2 separate regions of the Sus scrofa genome follow, and region 1 is linked to region 2. A link is a contact called in public Hi-C data. All regions are on one chromosome and are shown on one strand. The core of a region is the stretch at or near the end of the contact, and the rest is flanking DNA. Distances in the headings are between cores, read along the strand shown. Region 1 overlaps PPM1H (protein phosphatase 1H). Region 2 overlaps PPM1H (protein phosphatase 1H).

The links. Hi-C and Micro-C count contacts between places; a contact is called where the count stands out from the background.
Region 1: a Hi-C map of fetal skeletal muscle shows a contact between it and region 2, with 2.4 times the contacts expected there. A contact is called at or near these places in 10 of 47 Hi-C or Micro-C datasets (alveolar macrophages, brain, embryonic fibroblasts and 6 more) and 2 of 2 datasets of targeted methods (alveolar macrophages and skeletal muscle).

Annotation. Positions count from the first base shown.
Region 1 is chr5:27,432,357-27,436,594 of Sscrofa11.1, reverse strand. The region is part of intron 3 of PPM1H (protein phosphatase 1H); the gene reads left to right. Among named protein-coding and RNA genes, the nearest start is that of PPM1H, 140 kb to the left of the region's middle.
Region 2 is chr5:27,359,323-27,363,670 of Sscrofa11.1, reverse strand. The region is part of intron 6 of PPM1H (protein phosphatase 1H); the gene reads left to right. Among named protein-coding and RNA genes, the nearest start is that of MIRLET7I, 110 kb to the right of the region's middle.

The DNA.
Region 1 (4,238 bases), core at 880-3,379, 72 kb before region 2:
GGTGACCACTGGCCTCGGATCCGTGCTGGCAGAGGCAGGTGTGCCCTGCGGCCCCCTGTTGTAGCTCCTCTTGGATCTCCCTTCATTGTGAGAAGGCTGTATGTACACCCCAAGCCTCCGCTGTCCACCATGGAAAATGAAACCCTCTCTCCCCAAAGGTCCAGAATCTCAGGAACTTTTGGACTGTCGTCTTTTCCGCATCTCAACACCACTTTGTAACAATGCCTGCTGTTGCAGCTGAGGTTTGCCACCTATTGTGTTTCCGTTGTTGCTTGGCCCAGGGTGACACATGCGAAGAAGATCAATGTCCTTTAAATCCTGGTATCGGTCTCCTTCCTACTTCTACACCCTCCCAAAACAGGCGTCGAATGGTCAGCATTTCAGACTCACATAAGAAGTCACTTCCAGGAGTTCCCGTCGTGGCGCAGTGGTTAACGAATCCGACTAGGAACCATGAGGTTGCGGGTTCGGTCCCTGCCCTTGCTCAGTGGGTTAAGGATCCGGCGTTGCCGTGAGCTGTGGTGTAGGTTGCAGACGCGGCTCGGATCCCGCGTTGCTGTGGCTCTGGCGTAGGCCGGTGGCTACAGCTCCGATTCAACCCCTAGCCTGGGAACCTCCATATGCCGCGGGAGCAGCCCAAGAAATAGCAACAACAACAAAAAAGACAAAAGACAAAAAAAAAAAAAAAAAAAAAAAAAAAGAAGTCACTTCCAGTTTGCACTGACCTGTGGAATCTGAAAAAAGGACAGACTGAACTTCTTTGCAGAACAGATGCTGACTCACAGACATTGAAAAACTTACGGTCTCCGGAGGAGACAGTTTGGGGGGTGGGGGGATGTGCTTGGGTTGTGGGATGGAAATCCTGTGAAATCAGATTGTTACGATCATTATACAACCACAGATGTGATAAATTCATTTGAGTAATAAAAAAAATCATATGATGAGCTATCATCAATAATTATTATCAATGATGACTCAGCCAACCAGATGCTCCTTCAATTTTACTGAAAACAAATAAAACGTTCTAACTTTCAAAAAAAAAAAAAAGTCACTTCCATTGTTGGTATAGTTGCAGAGACCTTTGCCCTCTTAAGAATCAGAACCAAGTCAGCAGTGGTGAACTCTTACCTACAATCTCTAGGAATTGAGTCCGGCACACAGGATCTCAAAATTCTGTCCTATTTCCTTTTCAGGGTGGTTATAGATTCTTGGCACAATGAAGAATGTTTTGGAAGTTTGATTGTTACAAGAGGAGGAAAAATGGCAATATTTTAACTTATAAAACTACCACGTATCTTCCTATCACTCAGTAAATGATTGGCAATACCACTCAGCTTGGCTTCGTTGGTACAAATCATACAGTGACACGGTGGTGAAAAAGGATAAATGCAAGGCTTACTAATAGTTTATCAATCCTATGATTTTGAAAATTAGGATATCCTTGGTGAGTGGACCTGTATGTCTGTCTGCCTTTAATCTGGAGAGTTTTTGGTCTTTGGTTTTGGTAGAACAGGAAGTTTCTCCAAGAAGGAATGAGCATGTGATTCCACTAACAGCCAGCAGGTGGCAATATTAGGCAGTGCTGGTTTTTCCTTTCCTATTGCCAGGGCTGACAGATTGGCTTGTTCCCAGAATAAACCGAAATCAGACCCAGATACTAAAACCATGCAGAATCTTATTATTTGTGACTGACACTATTAGCAGTGTGCTCAGAACCATGTTTTAACCCAGTTAGGGGGAGCTGCCAAGTCCTATTGAAACTACCCAACACTTGCTTCTTTCTGTTTTTTGATGCTGCTTTCTTTTTGCAACCTGAAATTGGTAGGAAACAAAGAATGATCCCGGAGTTGCATCATCTCGGGGACCTTCAAACCAAATTACAACGATCCCGAGCAATATATTTTCTTTCTTGCAATTCTTACCTGCTGAATTACTCTCATTTCACACACACATCTCTTTTTGTCTTTCATTGCTCTCTTTCTTGGAACAAAACAGAACAAAATACAATCTCAGGTTTTAAAAATTGGATCTAGTCTTTGATTTAGAGATAAACCTTGCTTAAATGTAATGTTTAGACAGACACAACACAGGATAAATCAGTCCTGCTAAGCAGAAAGTAGCCTTGAGAGGGAGTCGCAATTAAGCAGATAAATCAATTATCTTGTTAATTGAATCTTCTGAGTCATTTAAGTCGATCCTTTTAGGACATGGTTGAAAAGGAATGATAGTATGTCCCTGTGTTTTGCTAGTAATTTATCTTAGACTTATGTCTTGGGGTTTATGACAGCTAAAATGGGGAAAATATTCTAGATCAGTCCTTGTTTAGATCAGTCCTTGTTTAGCACCAAGCAGTGGGCCGTACTTCCACAATTTCCTTGACCTTTTGAAAAAAAAATACCCAAACTTCTTGAGTGTTTAAAAAAAAGACTGTATGTTTTCATGTTTTTTGCTTTTACCTAGAGTGTGAGAAGCTTAAGCTAATTGAAAAAGTTGAGAGTTTGACAAAATTAGGTCATTCATTCAACAGTAAATATGTCTTTATTGACTTCATTTATCATGTTTGATCGAGTAGTAAAAGAACCACCCAGATGGCCCTTACATGTTCCTTTCAGTACTAAGATTTTATGAAACATCTTTTAAAGAGGAGTAGGTGGTGTAGGAAAAAATAAATGTGCTATTTTGGCTTCTTAGGAGGGGAGGGGGAGGCAATTATTTTTAGAATATGTTCTAGTTACACCCAGTTTTAGAAGAAATAGAAGAGCCTATTTCCATGTCACTGAATCCTTCAGGAGGGATGAAGTCTGTGGAAACACATCTTTCAAATCCTTATCCCTGTGATCCCAGAGAGATACAAGTAATTAAAGTGTGCGTGTCTGTGTGTGTGTATGCGTGTGCACACACATAAACTACCACACCAAGGGGGGGGGTGATGAAAGCATGAATATATTAGCAAAGTTTCTTGGTTCAAAAATAGCTAGACTTTGGTCCACTGTTTATATGGGAGTGTTGCCAAATTTAGCATTCCTTATGCCGGGATAACTATAGAGGGAAGGTAGTTGAAACATAGGGAAAGATGAAAGGAAAGATGAAATCCTTGAAAAAAAAAAATGTTGACTCACACAATTAATGAAGTAGCAAGGGACTCACTGGGCACGCCAACTAGAATATTTCCCCCGAAATTGAAGGCAACTATTAACTCTGCTGTAGCAGAAAATCTTAGGGTCAAACACTCTATCTTGATATTTTTTAAAGGATTAAATCATTTTGTGATCAGATTTTCTTGTGCTCTAAACCATGAAAATAAGGCATATATGATGCAGAATAATCTTGGAGTTCTCTCTGTGGCTGAGTGTGTTAAGAACCTGACTAGTATCCATGAGGATAAGGGTGCCATCCCTGGCCTCACTCAGTGGGTCTAAGGATCTGGCGTTGGCACAGGCTGCAGCGTAGGTCGAGGATGTTGCTCAGATCTAGTGGTGTTGTGGCTATGGTCTAGGTTGGCAGCTTTAGCTCTGTTTGAACCCCTAGCCTGGGAATTTACATGTGTCGCAGGTACAGCCCTAAAAAGAAAACAAACAAACAAACAAAAGAATCATCTTGTTCAAATCCTAAAGAAATTCTTTTCATGTGAAGTCTGAGTATTTTTTGCATCAGTGGTTTAAGTCTGTCAAGCATCATTCATAGTCCAGTTTGTATACAGCATACAAATAGTTGGCGCTTAAGGGATTTTCAATCAAAATCATCTTTCATTCAGACTTTAGGTATTCAAACAAATATTGATTCTGGATGTGAAGAGAGAGTTTTATAGTTAGAGCAGTTCTTTCCAATGAATTAAAAACAGTAGTGTTTGGGTGTGCACTTGATATACCAGTTTCTATATTAATTTGATGAAATCTATCATACTATCAACTTTATATTACTTATTTGAATGCAAAAAAAGTGAATAAATCGACCCACAAACTCCTTCGTGAATAGGGTTGTCAGTTCTGTTTGATGTGTTGTTTGGAGGGTAAACAGACAAAACTTGTGACGTCTGGATATTTTCTTTCTCCTCTTTCTCTTCCTGTGATAGCCTTTCCTGCTGGCATCTATGGCTTCCTCCTCATCACCCTCCAGCTTCCTGCCATCCCTGCTTGAGTTCCGATAACCATTCATTCGTTCTTGTCAATTGACTGCATGTTATCGGAAGCGTGGCATCCTGCTTAGTTATTATCTCAGTCAGCCTTCATTTGTGTTAT
Region 2 (4,348 bases), core at 36-2,535:
TAAGAGTAAACTACATCAGAATACTTTCTTTAAGCAGAGCCTTTTTAACATTTATAATGGTCTTATTTCAGGGGGAAGGCTGGCCTGGTAACTTCAGATGGCCTGGCTTGCTTAGGAAAGACAGTACTGTCTTGGGAGACAAGCTCCTTGGGTACTGGTATTGGGGCCTTGGGCAAATCCTGGGCCTAGGTCTCTCATTTATAAAATACTCGCTTTGCTGCTCACGGCCAGCCTCCATGCCTGGTGGGGGATGGACTTTGCTTTTCAGAGCTTCTGGAAAAGACAGATTCTACTACAGAGGCTTCACTGATGGTAAACTTTCATTTTTATCTCTTGCAGGCCTTAATTCTTTAAGATTTTAACTTGATGACACATCAGGGTAATTGATCCCTCCTTTATTTCCCATGAAACTAAGAGTACTTTGGAGAATTTTCCCCTGGGAACAGAGTAGGGTCCACCACCATTTTTTTTTTCTCCCGGGACTCACTTCTTTTAGGAAGGCAAAAGAAAGATTTATGTGTGTGTTTTTGTTGTTTTGGCCACACATGCGGAAGTTCCTGGGCCAGGGATGGAACCCGCACCACAGCAGTGACCCCACTGCAGTGACAACACTGGGTCCTTAACCCACTGCACCACAAGGGAACTCCAGGAAAGCTTTTCTCTTCTGTGTGCTCTCAACAGAGTGGCCACTGTGGCCATTCAAATTTCAATGAGTTAAACTTAAATAAAAGTAAAAATTCATTTCCCAAATCACACCAGCCACATCTCCATGGCTCAGGAGCCACATGTAGCTAGTGGCCACTGGACTGGACAGTGCAAATAGAGAACCTTTCCGTCAGCACAAAAAGTGCTACCAGATGGTACTGCAATCTGGGTAATGTAAGGGTGCGGGTGCACCTGGGGTGGAGGACAGAGCCAGATGCTGTCTGTCACGGAAGGTCCCAACAGCAAAGAGTTAAAGAAGAAAAAGAGAAAAGACAGCTGAGCCCAGACAGGGAGAGTGCGATGGTGTGGCCGCACTCTGGCTTCTGGCCCCACTACTGCTAGACTGTGAGTCTAACACTGTGGGGGGGCGGCGGGGGGGGTTCCTTATACTTTTCAGAACTTCAGGGACATAGGTCATAGTGTTTAGGGACCATGCGTCTGCAGCGGTCACTCATTGGCAAGCCTGCAGGGCAGCATGAAGGAAGACCCATTATTTCTGCCCTGGACAGCAGCACACCCCTCTCCCCGGGCCTCTCCCCACAGCCTCCTGGGCTGTGCCAGCTGCTGGCACTTCTATTCCTCTTTCTTTTCCTTTCAGTTCTTGGAGAGTATTTCAGACCCTGACGATCGGATTAAAAAACTACTTCCCATCCAACCCCTCCCACTCTGTTTGGGGTGACCTTTCTTCTCAATCCGCTGCCTGAAGCCCCGAGTGGGGTTGAGCGCCGCAGCCCCACAGCACTGGGCTCCTTACCAACAATCCAAACATTTCCTGGGGAGAAACTCGCTGGGGGCAGCCATGGTCTGGACCTGCTGGGTGGAGTTTCACAAATATCGTCGGTTCAGCCTCTTGTTCTTTATTGCTCTTTTCGATGCCTTCTGACAGCGTGTTCAGGCAGGCTGACAGGGAAGTGGATAAGCAGATTGAGAAACGCCGCGGAATGCTTTATGAAGCCAGCTCCAGAGCTGTACCCGCATTTAATATAAATTGATTTATTGAATCAAGCACAGAAGCCCTGCTACAGAAACCCCAGGCTTTATCCTCTGGAGGACCACCTAATAAAGCAGCCCCAACTGACACTCCTCATTAGCTTTTCCACTGATCCCCAGGCAGTTTTTAAAGGGACAGTGTCCCTCCTTTGGGCTGAATTTATATGTTGGCCATGCCTGTGGGTCTAATTAGCTCAGCATTATTAGTCTGACTTGGAAAGCCTGCAGTTTCTAACAACCTGACTTTTGAGTTTTAAAGAGTAATTGGAAAATTCAAACCTTGTCCTCGTCCCTCTTCTTGATTTTAATCACTTTTAACCCAGTCTTTGGAAATTTGTCTGCAGATGTCCCTGCCTCGCGTCTTTGGGGCGCAGAAGGATTGCCCCGGCCCGCCTTGGTGCAAATCCCGACGTCACAGTTGAGCCATAGACTTCACCAAGGAGGCTTCTTATACTCACCGGAGAAATAGCACATTTTAATTTTGTAATTACTTCACAAGAAAGCAGGCCGTTCTCGAGTTAAACCTGAGATTCATTTCCTCCCAGCAACTTGTATTTTCATAATTTAATGATTGCGGGCCACCTTGGCTGCAGTCTGATTGCTGAAAGCAATATGTAAGTCTGACTTTGCCGACAGAGGAGGGACTTGGATGGCATTTTAGAAAATGTTAGCCCCAAACTTCAGCAGATTGTCCAAGCTGGAAATGGGCTGGGACAGAGATTAGGTGCCTGAAAAGGCCTCGAGTTCCAAGCTCCTGCGGGGTCCAGTGCTGAAGGCGGGGTGGGTCAGCCTTACGATGGCAGGGGCCGCTCCCGGGCTCCTGGAGCCACGATGATGAATGGTTATTTTCGATGTGCATGTTCTGCATCTTTTCAAGATTTGCAGCTCTAGCTGCAGGAGCAGCAGGGAAGAAAGCCGGTCCTGCTGTGGGTAGCACATCTCCCGACAGTGATAAATGACTCGATGCTCCCCTCCTTCCTCCCCGCCGCTCTGCCCATGAGGACAGTGGCGGCTCTGAGGTCTTTACAGATGGTTGGAAACCCAGACAGACAGGCGTTGTCAGGCCACGGGGAGGAGAAAGAAAAGAGATGCCCAGCCGGCTTGCTCCCTATTGATCATCTGCTCACCCTTTACCCACTCACACGCCTCCCTCTTGATGCCGAGTAGAAATGTATTGTTCCTAAAGTAGCCAAATTACTTCTAAGGCTTTCTTTCCCCCTCAGACCCTTTGAATAGCTGAAGCCCTTGTCTGTACCCCTTCTTCTCCTCCTAAGCTGTGTATCTCTCCCGCCCCTCCGCAGTGAGTGGCATTTGGGGTTGTACAGTTCATGGAGGGAGGTGACTTAGCTCGCAGTCATCTGGGGAACTTATAAGATGTCAAGCACTTGCCCACATCGCTGTTAAAATAGCCAGTGTCCTTTTCAGCAAGGAACCCCAGGGGACACTTGTGTTTATATTCGAAAAACCTTAATTGTACAACTGTGGCATATTAGACATTGAGTTGAAGTGAAGAACAAGGGATGTGGAGCCTGGTGACTGCCTGGTTGGGTCCCCAGGTGTGGCTGGGACAATCGTGTTACCACCCTCTGCCTCAGTTTCCCCACCGGTAAATGGGGCTAATGACAGAACCTAATCATCAAATGGCATGTGGTAGTGTGGTCAAGTGCACTGGACAAAGGCTGGCAAGTAGTATCTGCTATGTGTGTCTGATAATATCACTAGGCAGAGAGTAGAAGGGTCAGCAAGATCTGATCATTGCCTCAGGAAGTGTACAGCCTAAGTCTATGTGTCAAGATGCTCGTTTCTTGATTGTAAGGAGAGGCTAGAAACCTAAAAGAAAAAGGAAGGCAGTTGAGAGAAGCAGGAGACTGAAGTAGGGTCAGGGTGTGCTGGCTACTCCCAGTGGGCAGGTCTGTCGAACTGCCACTGTGCCCAGTGAGCGTAGATGAGGTGGGGCCGTAATCGATGAGAAGAGGACTCCCCTCAGTTACTCCTCTGTCACTGGGGGTTGCTGAGGTGGGCGTTTTTTAATTTTATTTAATTTTATTATTATTTATTTGTCTATTCATTTATTTATTTATTTTTGGCTGCTCCTCCAGCATGGAAGTTCCTTGGCCAGGGATCAAACCTGTGCCATGGCAGTGACAACACCAAATCCTTAACCCGCTGTATCACAAGAGAACTCCTGGGTTTTCTTTCTTCCTTCCTTTTTTCTTTCTTTCTTTCCTTTTTTCTTTCTTTCTTTCTTTCTTTCTTTCTTTCTTTCTTTCTTTCTTTCTTTCTTTCAAATCCATGCACAGACTTTACATCTGCCTCCGTGCTGGACTTTTTGAGGCACCCCTGCACCTTTCTGAGCCACAGCCAAGGAGCTGGGTTACCAAGCCCCTCAGTGGCCAAAGCATGTCCTCAGGTAGGAAGGACCTTATCGGGTAAGGCTGTGTTCACCTCATAGTGATGGTCAGACGGCCCAGGGGCTGGCTTTCTGGAAACTGGTCAAACAATACCATTTTTCCTCTAAGTCTATTTTTCACTTCTCAGGAGTGAAGGAGGTATCGATCTCTTGGAATCTGTGCATCAATAACAAGCAAGACAGAATGTAGAAGGGGGGTTAACAGAAAGGCCCTGTGGCTTTTGGAAGAGGGAGTGTTGGTTT